4 separate regions of the Mus musculus genome follow, and regions 1, 2 and 4 are each linked to region 3. A link is a contact called in public Hi-C and promoter capture Hi-C data. All regions are on one chromosome and are shown on one strand. Each heading gives the region's core, a stretch centred on a gene start, on an enhancer-like site or on the middle of the called end of the contact. The rest is flanking DNA. Distances are from core to core; before and after follow the strand shown.

Region 1 (2,797 bases), core at 180-2,679, 1.1 Mb before region 3:
TCTGGATGCCCTGTGGGTTTCTGGGGGAAGCAGATCTACATCTGAACCCCTGATCTGTCTCTGTCCAAATCTGCTTTCCAAAGGCCTACATTAGATAGAGCTCAGAAAATCCTCTTTCGGTTATGTAGTACACAATTCCTTTATAGCCTTTGATACAACTGTGATCCATAGAGCTAACTTGCTGTCATGGGGGCAGAACTGAGTGAAATGAATCTTATTTCAGTAGACTTTTCTCATCCTGTCTGTAGACACACACACACACAAAGATTCAAAACAACAACAACAACAACAAAAAACCTCTCATATGATCCTAGTGACTTGAGATGTCTTATACAAACATTTGCAGTCTGACACAGTATTAACCCAAATATTGAAGAAATGACGCTGTAAAATGTACTACTTAGCAAGGTAGTGAGATGCCCCTTGCCTCTTCACCTACCATGAATCACACAAGACTGAGCAAGTTCCCCGTGACTTGTTATCGAAAAGAACTCTTCCCACTCGGGTTTATTCTAAGAATGTGCCTACTAGGCCTGACTTTTCTTGTGATATATTCTTTTTAATAAATCTCTGTGTATGTGTTCTGGCCTAGCAAGTATGATCACTGAGACTTTTAACATGGCGCTAGTTGTGTACATGATTATTATTATTTTTTTTTTTTTTTTTTGAGACAGGGTTTTACTGTGTAGCCCTGGCTGTCATGGAACGAACTCACTCTGTAGACCAAGCAGGCTGTCCAAGAACTCAGAGATCTGCCTGCTTCTACCGCCTCAATGCTGGGACTAAAGGCATGCACTGCCACTTCCCAACTGGTATAAATGATTTTTTTTTTAAATCCACGCTCTCTTCCCAAATCTTTCACATGGATGTCTATCTAACCTATACTCTCTGTGACTAAGACATCTACACCAGTGTTCAAAGATTAACAAACGACTCGCAGAAGCTTATAGGAGGTGGACTGGTTTGACTCTAATGATAATGTAAAGGAAAAGATTCAGACAGTAAGAGGATTTACAAGACACCCGGTCTCACTGAGGGTCGGCGCTAGATCAGAACTCCCAACGTTGAGGACCATCAGCGTGCAGTTCTTTGTTGTCTTGTTTGTTTTCTTTCTGGCCCTTCAGATTATAAATGCTCCTACTCCTGTCCATTATCTGAACTGCTAAAGCTTACTTTCATGTGCACGTGCCAGGGGAGGATTACGCCAAGATGGAAGCAGGTGAAACCAGGTCCTACACATACCCTCCCAGACCTCCTCCTCACTTCGGGTGGGTGGCTGGCTACCGCTGGGGAGAGCGCGAAGATGCCCCCCGATGCTCCCTCTCTCCCACCTCGGGCTCCATACCCACCGGTGGGCTAGCACCGAGGCCCGAAAGCACGGGTAGCAGGCATCCTTAGCTTCCACAGGTTCCCGCGCCTCCGCCCCTAGCAACCAGGCGCGCGTCGCTAGGGCGGGAGTTCCACCTAAACGCTCCGGGCGTCCACGGCAGCCCCGGAACCCAGGTTCCACGTGCCGGAAGTCCCTCAGGGGCCGAGCCGAGAGAGCGTATTTTCCTTTTCTAATTTGATGGTATGTGAATATTCTATGCAGGGGAGGTTTGTGCTTAACCACGCTACATGAACATGAAGCACCTGTATCCTCCAAGAAAAGCGGTGATATCTGTCGTAGCCACAGCGAGTAAGCGATTAATAAGTGTCACTTTGTAATTATTATTCGCCCAGAAAATTTATTTTAAATGTCCCTGAATATAGACAGAGATTTTCTCCATTGAACATTTCCCAAACATCTTAATCCATTCCTCTCATTTGGCATGTGTGTGTTTATTTTTACTAATTTTTCTAAATAGATAAAGTAATGAGTTTCAAATATATGGAAGGTTTTGATTGTGCCGTTCGCCTTTGTGTGGGGACCATGTTAATTTGTTTTCTGTGTCAATCCACTTTTTAAAAAACGGTTTGAAAATAACTTATTTTATAAGTGTGAGTGCTTTATCTGCATATACATATATATATATATATATATATATATATATATATATATATATATATATAATTTGTGTGCCTACTGAGTTCTAATCCTACAGAACGTGAGTTACCGATGGTTGTGAGCTCGATGGTTGTGAGCTGCCCTGTGGGTTTTGGGAACTGAACCTGTGTCTTCTGCAGGTGCTATAAGTGCTCTTAACCGCTGAGCCATCTCTCCAGTTCCTATATTGTTCCAATTTTAACACATGTGCTGCCAAACTGAATACTTTTCACTTTGTTTTTCATCAAACTGGGATGAGCCAGCACCACAAACAAAAAGACTGTCAGTACCTTCTTCAGATTCAAATGGGAAGGTACTAACAAAAGACTAACATCTCGAGAGATGACTTAGCGGTTAAGAGATCCTGAGTTCAATTCCCAGCAACCTCATGACAGCTCATAACCATGTGGGATCTGATGCTCTCTTCTGGAACACAGGTGTGCATGTTCTAGCTCTACAGGTAGAGCACTCATATTCACAAAATAAATAAATCTTTTAAAAAATAGTTGTTAGGTAAATTTTGGAGTCAGTGTATAACCCATTGCTATGGCAAAATACTAGCAGTAGAATAGACTTCTACTGATTTCTACAAAATACTGTATTTCTACAAAATACTGGCAGTAGAATAGACTTCTACTGATTTGGGTCAAGTACAAACTAAGGTGTTAGAGTCTACTCCCAAAGCACTCTGTTCTGGGATACAACCACTTTGAGAAATGCTTCTGGCATCTGATCCTTCCAAACTGGTATCTGTAGTCACACTTGTCCCGG
Region 2 (2,918 bases), core at 123-2,622, 1.0 Mb before region 3:
TGAGGCTATAAATCTGGAACCAAAGTCAGTCTTTGAACTCAGGGAATTTCCTTAGCAGGTTGAGGAATCCCGAGGAAAGAACATACAGAAAAAATATATATAAACTTCCTTGAGGCTGGGCAAAGTCTAGTGCTCTGGGCAGAGCTGAGCTCAGGTGCATAGCCCTGTAGGTCAAAGTCAGGAAGCAGTTATGCCTGCCATTATCTGTATGTGGTTTTGCCTCCATGTATATAAGTGCACCTCCGTCACGCCTGGTGCCTGTGAAGCCAGAAGAAGGTGTCAAATGCCCTGGAACTGGAATTTCAGACATTTGTGAGCTGTCACATGGGTGCTGGGAATCGAACCTGGGTCCTCTGGAAGAACAGCAGTGCTATTAACTTCTGGGCCATCTCTCCAGCCCATGACCCTTTTACAATTATTAGAAAATGGTGCCCTTGTTTAAGAAACCCATATTTATATTTGAGTATGCTTGACTTTCCTCAGAGTCCTTCTTTCCCCCCTAACCCTCATGCTTAATCCTGCATTAAAATGTTATTAATAAAATTTCCAACTTGGCTTCATTTAAAAAAATTACTAGTAATGTCAAAAAAGAGAAAGGTTCCTGGAGACTCTGACCAACAACATAACTGGTGAGGAGCTGGTGGAACCAGAGAGGGGCTGTGAACCTGCCAACAGCCTGGATTAGAACCCAAATGTCCAGACTCTAGCCAGGGCTGCCTTTGCTTACCCATGTTTATATTCTTTTAAAAGTTGGATTATGTTGAGCCTGGGAAGAGTGGGACAGAAGACAGTCCGTTCCAACTTGGCTCTGAGCTGCAAGTTCTCCCTGGAGTTATTAGTGCCAAATACCCAACTGTCAGTTCTCTGCCTGGAGTCAGAGACTGATTGCAGGTTTGTCTCCAGACAGAGGGGACTGCTTAGCTGTGTCTTTCAATCTGTGGGGTCCGGGGTTCATTCAGAATGCAGCCAAACAAAACAGAGGTGAGGAGGGGTGTGGGGGCGGGGCGCGTAAAGAAATGTGACAAAGAAGAGATTTAAGTCAGCTCGAAATAGTGAGACAACTTTAAAAGGGCTCTCATCGAGCAGGTAGGTAGGCTGAGGCCCAGCCAGGAACCAGACTGGTTCCGAAAGTCCTCTGGATGTCTCAGGACAAAAGTCATAGCGGGGCTGGGGCTCCGCTGCAGGACTGACTACCCTAAAAGCAGCGGGACGCGAGACTGGAGCCTCCGGGGCCAAGTCCACTGCTGGCTGGCCTCCAGCGTCCCCAGCTCGACTGCACGGATTCCCACGGTTTAGCACCCTCCACCCAGCCCCGGGCCTCCGCACCCACCTGGCTCGGGAAAAGAGACCTGAGACGCAGCGGCTGCTCCACCGGCTCTATGTAGGCGATCAGTAGCTCGCGACCCTCGGACTTGCCATTGATTCTCGCCCCGCCCCACTCTAGGCGTCACCAAGCTCCTCCCTCGCGCCCGTCACTCGCCACGCTGAGTCTTGGGCCTCTTGTCCCTTAGGTTACCCCGTAGCTTCCCTGCTCCCTGTCTCACGCCCTCTCACCGTCCCCTGGCTTCTTAAGGTCACTGTCTCACCCCTCATCACGTTCCTCCCCACTGCCCTTATACTCATTATCACAACCCAGGTGTTCTCTTTGCTTCTCATCTCTATCCCCCGGCCCCCGCCTCCGTGGGATGGAGACACTTAGGGGACCTAGACTAACTTGGGAATGGCAATGGCGGGGAGTGGGGTTAGGGCTCAGGCCGGCTCCCCAAACGCAGTGAGGACTCCAGCAAGGCTCTGTCCCTTTCTGTTCTGAGAGACCCCAGTTGGTTCTAGAAGGGAACTTCTTGTCTCACACACACAGTTTGTTGACTGCAATAACCTAGACACTTGGTTTTAAGATAGGGTCTCACTATGCAGGCAAACGGGTCCTGAGCATCTTCCTGCCTCAGCCTCCCAAGTGCTGGGATAATGGGCGTGCCACCGCCGTGTCTGTCTAACCTAGTTTCTCTCTGTAAAAAAACAAAAAACAAAAAACAAACAAACATTTAAAGGAAAGAAGAGTTTCCCTTTAAATGCGGTTTTCATAACTGAAATACACGTTTATATTCAAAAGTACCGTTGAAAGCAAAAAAGCAAAGCTTTCCTCTCAACCTAGTTGATTCGTGAGGTGCCAAGTAAGCACCTGTATTCTGTGTCTGACGCGTGGATAGAGCAGGAAAATGTCAGTTTCCTGCCTACGCGAACATGGGAGGATCAGGCAAAAACCAAGTTCATAACGGAAATGAGCTGTAAGTGCTGCCAAGGAATTGGCTGGGGGGCAGGGGCAGGAGGGCTTCCCTCTGCTCTTTTCTTCCCCTCCCCCACAGGTACCCTCTTAAAACATCTTCTGTTATCTCCTGGCTCTGTGGACTTTAGATGGACTCAACTCCCTCTCCCTGGGCCTCAGAAAGCAAAGTGCAAAGTCACAGAGCAGTCAGCTCACCTGCCAGACTGGTTTTGCCGAACAAGCTTGCTCCTCAGAAATGGAGGTAGAAAGGATAGCCAGGACATCAGAGGCCCACCTGTTCTTCAGAGAATCCTGGAATCCCTGACTGTATCTCTTTTCAGGGTCACCTCAAACCTAAGCCTGTAGGTTCTGATTCCAACTCTGCCACCCTGGAGACTAGACACGAGTAACTTAGTAAAGCTAGAATCCAGGCTAGCTTTAAGTAGATTTCCAAGATAATCAATGTCAGCTGCCATTTGGTAGGTCTCTCCATGTGCTGTTGGCACAGTGACAGATGGTTGATATCAAGTCAGATCACACAGAAAACCTCTTTGAGCATTTAAGAAGATTCTTTTCAGGAGAGAAAACAGACTTCTAGGTGCTTAAGGGTTTTGTTTCAGGTCACATACTACACAGCACGCTGCCCATCTCCAAA
Region 3 (2,779 bases), core at 157-2,656:
CGGCCATCACTGGAAAGAGAGGCCCACTGGACACACAAACTTTATATGCCCCAGTACAGGGGAACGCCAGGGCCAAAAAAATGGGAATGGGTGGGTAGGGAAGTGGGGGGGAGGGTATGGGGGACTTTTGGGATAGCATTGGAAATGTAATTGAGGAAAATACGTAATAAAAAAAAACACTTGGCACATTTATTATGCTACAATTATTTGTTTAAATTAATGTCTTAAATTTTCAAAACCATGTGGGTGGGTGGTGGTACTGCATATGTCACTGTGTTTGTGGAGGTCAGGAGACAGCTTGCAGGAATTGTTTTTCTCCTTCCTCCACGTGAGGTAAATATCTATACCCTGAGCTATTACAACTCTGTCTCCTTAATCTGTTTTCAGGATCAAAGGAGGTGTGCACGCCCACTGTGCTTGCAGCAACACTTATGGAAAACAGCACTATTTATTCCTAAGCTTGGGTCAGAAAGGGATGGCAGGTCCAGGGATACAGCTCAGAGGGTGGAAGGGACTCGCCTACAATGCTTGAGGGAACTAGGTTCCAGCCCTAGCACCATGAAAAAGGATGGCAACTGGCCCACAAGTCACAGGGGTTAGTAGTTGACTTGATGCTGAGTCCTTGTGTGAGTGTGTCTGAGTATTTGCTAGTGTCTGAACCTAGGACTTCAGACGTCTCTCCAGAACTGGCCAGAACTTCCTAAACTTCTCCATGATAGATGTTTTCTTTTTGGTTTTTCGAGACACGGTTTCTCTGGGTAGCTCTTGCTGTCCTGGAACTCACTCTGTAGACCAGGCCTGCCTCGAATGAGAGACTCAGTTGCCTCTGCATACCTAGTGCTGGGATTAAAGGCATGTGCTATGCCTCACTACCTGCTTTGGTTCCCACTCCCCTCCCCCGCCAAACACGGTCTCACTAGCCAGGTCATGAACTCAATCAATCCTCTTGCTTCAGCATCCTGACACGGGTGTGCTGGGTTTGCAGCCTGTACCACTAGGGCAGCATTGCTTCCTGATAGGGTGTAAGTTCCAAAGAAATTTCCAGAAAGGTAGGAAGTCTAGCTGGGTGAAGAGAGGGGGTAAATAATCAGGTTTGGATCCTTGCTTCTGAACTTCAACGTGGGCACACTATTAATTTCGGGAAGAGAGAAATAACCACGTGACAGGACTGCCACAGGGATAATACCAGCTATAAAAAACCAGCCTTTGACAGTTGCAAAAGAGCAGGAGTAGCCATCTCTCAATGCGCAGGCGTAGTGGAACAGCTTGGCACGTCCCTCCTTGTCCCGCCCCGCCCCGTCCCGTCTCACCCCGCCCCACCCCGCCGCCCCGTCTCACCCGCCCCGCCCCGCCCCGCCCCGCCCCATCTCCTGGGAGTCACCGGACTCAAAGGCAGTCAGTCAGCTGAGACACCGGGCGGTTCTTTTGACGGTGGGGCGGGGCTCCTGCGCGCTGCGCAGGCGCAGAGTCTGGGTGGTGGATCAGGTGATCCGAGGGGCTTCGGAGGGTGTTTGAGCAGTTGACTTAGGCCGTTCTCTCAGCCCAAAGTCCCCTCAGCAATGGCGAGTCAGTCGCAGGGCATCCAGCAGCTACTGCAGGCCGAGAAGCGGGCCGCCGAGAAGGTGTCCGAGGCCCGCAAGCGTGAGCTCCGGGACGGGGCGGGATGCTAGGCTGGGACGGCGACTAGGCCGCGGGCGGAGGCCGGGGGACAGTGTCGGGGCCAGAAGCTGTCCCGGCGGTGTCTGGAAGCCTCGAGGCTGGACCTCAGGTGCCTGTGGAGACAGTAGTGGGTTCGTCCACTTCTCGGGGTGGAGGGCGTGAAGTGGGCCACCCCACAGAAACTGCTCCCACCCGATCCCGATCCCTTGCTTCCGGCCGCGGCCCACCTACGGGAGCCACCTCCACGGCCGTCGAGTCTGCGAACCTAGGTCATTCTGGCCACCTCTCCCTCACGTTCGTCACTTTAAACGGTTCGCCCAGCCTCTCTAACCTGATCTCCGTCCATCGTTTTTTTTTTTTGTTTTTTTTTTTCTTTTTTCAGCACCATAGTTGAACTCCCTGAGTTCATGTGGCTACCTAACTCGGCCAGTCATTCCTTTCTTTGTTCCCCTGAGAATGTATTAGAGAAGTGCCGAGTTCATATTCATCACAGGGTATTTCTTGTTCCAGCGGAGGCGCACATACCAGTTAGGATGTGTGTAGCAGTGAAAGGCCAATATTGAGAGGGACAAAGTGGCCAGAAAAGTCAGTTTACCACGTGTGTAACTGGGACCAAGGAGTGGAAGAAGCCTGTAATATTCTGCAACAAATTCCCCCCCCCCCCACTTCAGACACCTGCTTAAAATTCGAACATAACTTTCTCGTCACACCTGGCCTTCCACTCAGCACTCCTTGTCCCCGCAGAATGGAGCTGGTATTTCATAATGGATTAGAGGAAGTGTTTTCATCAGTCAGGCTTTTGTATTCTCTCCTAAGCATGTCCCTGTGAGAAATTCTCTTCCCGCAGTACTGCGTCGCTTGAATCCTAAAGGCATCCTCATTTCTGGCCCTCCAGGCTTTTGCACTTCGTTTGCCCTGATGGTTAGTTTTGGATCTCAGAATTTGGCAGCGGTTCCTCATTCAGGCTCTTTCCCTCACTAATGCTTGTTTTTGACGTAGTGTTATAGTAAGCTGTTGGTTTCCATGGCCTTGCCGCTAGAATAAGCTTTTGGAAACTGGAAACTGTGTCTCAGGACCTTTATGAATCTAGTTTTCCAAGGTAAGAAGACACTGCGTTTGC
Region 4 (2,886 bases), core at 71-2,570, 1.2 Mb before region 3:
AAGAAAGCCAGTCATCTTATGGTCACTCCTGTATTGACTGCCCAGTATTCTAGGAGACTAATCATTATTGGTAGGATGATGTGTCAGTCATTCTTAAGTAGGTTCATCACTATGCACAAAACTTGTAAAGCAGGCGTTCAAAGAAGGGCTGTGCAAAGATGTGAGCTTTGCAGTTAACAAGTCTGAAGGGAGACATGAGGTCCACTAGGACAACGCAAGGGAAAACACTGAGCTAATTATTAAAGGGGGGGGGTGGGGTGGATCTAGCCTGCCGTTAAAGACTTCTCTCCCAAGATGGCATATATGATGTTTGAAAGCAGAAGAAAACGAATAGTCTTTCCCATTGGCGTTACACCTTAGGGCTTAAAAAGCATAATTTCGCAGGCACTTCGTGAGCAATCAATGTGCACCAGGAGTTACTGTTCTGAGACCTAGACAGAAATGAGCAACCATAAGCAGTTCAGTCAGGGCTTAGATTTCAGTAGGTTCCATGTGCTAAGGCTTGTGGAAATATGGAAGATGAAGCAGACTATTCCTCCCGGGACTGTGAAAGCAAAGAATCACCAAAAAGGTAACCTCTGAAGTAGGCTTTGAAGGATGCCAGAGATGGCCCACCAGGTCCTGGTTCAAAGTGTCACCATCCTGTTCTCGGGGAAGAGAAAGTCTCTTGAGTTTACAGCTCGTATATTTATTATAGGAGCTGACTCCTATATAAACTCCGAGGCAAGCAGTCTCCCCAGCAATCCTCTCCATTTCACTGGAGAAAGTGTGATTCACAAAGCAAAAGGGTGTCAAGGGAGGTTCCAGTTCCTGAACCCAGACGGGCCGAGGTGACACCGCTACTCAGAATGCGAAGGCTGAGCGGTGGAACGCGCCGAGGGTCTGTCTAGACCCGGAAGTTGGGAAGCGGCCTGAGAAGAGCCCGACCCCTGCAGCCACCGCGCCAGTCTCTCAGCCCAGCGCTCGGGTCCCGTTCCTCAATCACTCACCCGCCGCTTGGCGAGAGGAAGTCGGTGTCATCCTCGTCTCCGGCACCGAACATCACGTCGGCTTTCGCCCAGCTGAAGGGAGGAGGAAGTTGGATGTTCCCAGGGCCTGTCACCGCCGGTAACGTAAAACGCCGTGGCGGCGAGCTGCTTTCCGGCAGGACAAACTCTCTCAGGGTAGTGAGGCCCAGAGGAGACCCAGCGGTGGAGGAGGTGGAGCAAAGGCAAATGAGGAGGTGAGCTCCCAGTGACGCAAGGCCTCACCAGCCCTCCGAGGAGGTGGAGTTCCTAGGTTCTGAGCGGTGATTGGTGGGATCACCCAGGGGGCGGGTCCAGGGCGGGAATCCGCGGCCTTTACTGCGGTCGTGGGACACGTCGAGCCGGGCAGTAGTGGCGGGGGCTTGGTAGAAGTCCGTACCGGACTAGGGGATCCAGTTCTGAGAGGAAGACTAAGGCGGCGGGGCTTACCCTGTGAAGGTAAGGTCACTCCCCTCCTTTTCCCAAACCCGGCGTGTTCGCTGTCCTTTTCCCTCCCGAACCCTGGACCCCCCGCAGCTCCCTTAAGCTGGGCGGAAGGAGAAAGAGCCCCGGACTAGAAGTCATGGGATCTGAGCCGAACAGTGGCAGGGATCTTACAGCGACATTGCTGTTATGACCTTAGGGCAGGGTGCTCGGTGCCTCAGTTTCCCCATCTACGCAAAGGACCGCGTGTCCAGTGTCTCCATATGCGCTTTTTCAAGGTTTTAAATCTCTGAAATCATCGAGTCTGATCCGGGTCTCTTCGTAATAAACTGATCTGCAGGCAAGAAGACAGAAGAACTAGCCACTTGGGTGACTAGTCCGAGGTCACACAGAGTGAAGAGCAGACCTGGTCCTTTGTATCAGGGTTTAGAGAGCTGATGAGTGAGGAAGCCTGGCCCTTAACTAGACTGTGTGGCATAGGACTTGGGAAAGGACCCTGTTTCTAAAGTCCAGATAAGAGAGGTCCAGAAGAGCTGGGATATTCGGGAGGGTGGATGATGGACGAGACTTTGAAGGTAGAAAGTCCTCAATCCAGTTTTGCTGAGCTGAGTTTTGTTGCCAAGGTTTTAAGTCAACATTGGTTGTCGCTGACTTTTCTGCCTCCAGTTTTCGCCCACTCTGTTGCATGTCTTTCTTCTATATTTCTTTGGTTAGCCTGTTTTGTTTTTGTTTTTGGGTTTTTTTTTTTTTTTTTTTGAACGATCTTGCTTAGCCACGCTGTGGCTAAGCAGATAGTGTGTCCCAGTGTCCATTTCCACAGTTCTCATTGGAGTTCTTTCTGGTTTTCTTCCCAGTCAGGTTGATCCTGTAAGTGTCCCTTTCCGGAATGTTTTAGTCTCTTCTGATGATACTAAAGAGATTGGAAGCTCTCTCCCAGAGAACTTTGTACCTCTTGGCACTTCCCCTGTGGGGCTTTTTATTACAGTTTTTGAACTACTAACTTGTAAGTCTTCTTGCCCACAGTGGATTCTCATTAATTTTTTATTAGATTGAATAATATAACTTAGCTTTGTTCCCTTGTTCCTTAATTTACTCTCGGTTTTTTTTTTCCCCCGTGCGACCCAAAGAGCCAAGCAGTGGCTCTTGTCTTTTATAGGTAGCTTCCAGAAAGATAAAAATGCTGTACTGGCTGTGAACTGTCTGGGTTGCTTGGTCTCTTTTGTTCATTGAAGGTGACTGTACTATTGTCTAAAACTCCAGGGGAGGGGGAAGGGGAAATAGTGTAGTTAGAAATATTATATGTTACTTACAATTTTTGTGAGTAAATTATTCCTGTTTATCTGAGGATAAGGCTGCTGGCCTGCTTCCTGTGTTTATTTTACAGATTAAGATGGTTAGAACAGTGAAATCTGACTGGTAAAGCAGTGATACACTGGAA

The links. Promoter capture Hi-C pulls out the DNA fragments that hold promoters and counts their contacts. A called contact is a pair of places that touch in the nucleus more often than the background predicts.
Region 1: a promoter capture Hi-C map of hippocampal neurons shows a contact between it and region 3, with 2.7 times the contacts expected there. The contact joins the promoter of Wdr31 here to the promoter of Atp6v1g1 in region 3. A contact is called at or near these places in 3 of 39 promoter capture datasets (erythroid cells, hippocampal neurons and pre-B cells) and 2 of 484 Hi-C or Micro-C datasets (double positive thymocytes and pre-B cells).
Region 2: a contact with region 3 is called in a promoter capture Hi-C map of the HPC-7 cell line. The contact joins the promoter of Hdhd3 here to the promoter of Atp6v1g1 in region 3. A contact is called at or near these places in 3 of 39 promoter capture datasets (the C10 cell line and the HPC-7 cell line), 5 of 484 Hi-C or Micro-C datasets (the G1E-ER4 cell line, liver and regulatory T cells) and 3 of 115 datasets of contacts at active chromatin or transcription factors (large pre-B cells, microglia and pancreatic cancer cells).
Region 4: a Hi-C map of cardiomyocytes shows a contact between it and region 3, with 4 times the contacts expected there. The contact joins the promoter of Slc31a1 here to the promoter of Atp6v1g1 in region 3. A contact is called at or near these places in 2 of 39 promoter capture datasets (the C10 cell line and pre-B cells), 3 of 484 Hi-C or Micro-C datasets (CD4 T cells, cardiomyocytes and regulatory T cells), 1 of 115 datasets of contacts at active chromatin or transcription factors (double positive thymocytes) and 1 of 9 other capture datasets (adipose tissue).

The regions. Positions count from the first base shown.
Region 1 is chr4:62,469,470-62,472,266 of GRCm38.p6, forward strand. It overlaps Wdr31 (WD repeat domain 31), which reads right to left and starts at 1,430. Exons shown (of 11, transcript NM_023597.3): 1 at 1,350-1,430.
Region 2 is chr4:62,500,828-62,503,745 of GRCm38.p6, forward strand. It overlaps Hdhd3 (haloacid dehalogenase-like hydrolase domain containing 3), which reads right to left and starts at 1,373. Exons shown (of 2, transcript NM_024257.1): 1 at 1,331-1,373.
Region 3 is chr4:63,543,359-63,546,137 of GRCm38.p6, forward strand. It overlaps Atp6v1g1 (ATPase, H+ transporting, lysosomal V1 subunit G1), which reads left to right and starts at 1,407. Exons shown (of 3, transcript NM_024173.2): 1 at 1,407-1,641. The coding sequence starts at 1,560. It overlaps Gm38592 (a long non-coding RNA gene), which reads left to right and starts at 1,935. Exons shown (of 2, transcript XR_881351.1): 1 at 1,935-2,580; 2 at 2,659-2,779.
Region 4 is chr4:62,359,381-62,362,266 of GRCm38.p6, forward strand. Slc31a1 (solute carrier family 31, member 1) reads left to right here and starts at 1,321. Exons shown (of 5, transcript NM_175090.4): 1 at 1,321-1,463. It overlaps Fkbp15 (FK506 binding protein 15), which reads right to left and starts at 1,216. Exons shown (of 28, transcript NM_001045528.2): 1 at 990-1,216. The coding sequence starts at 1,042.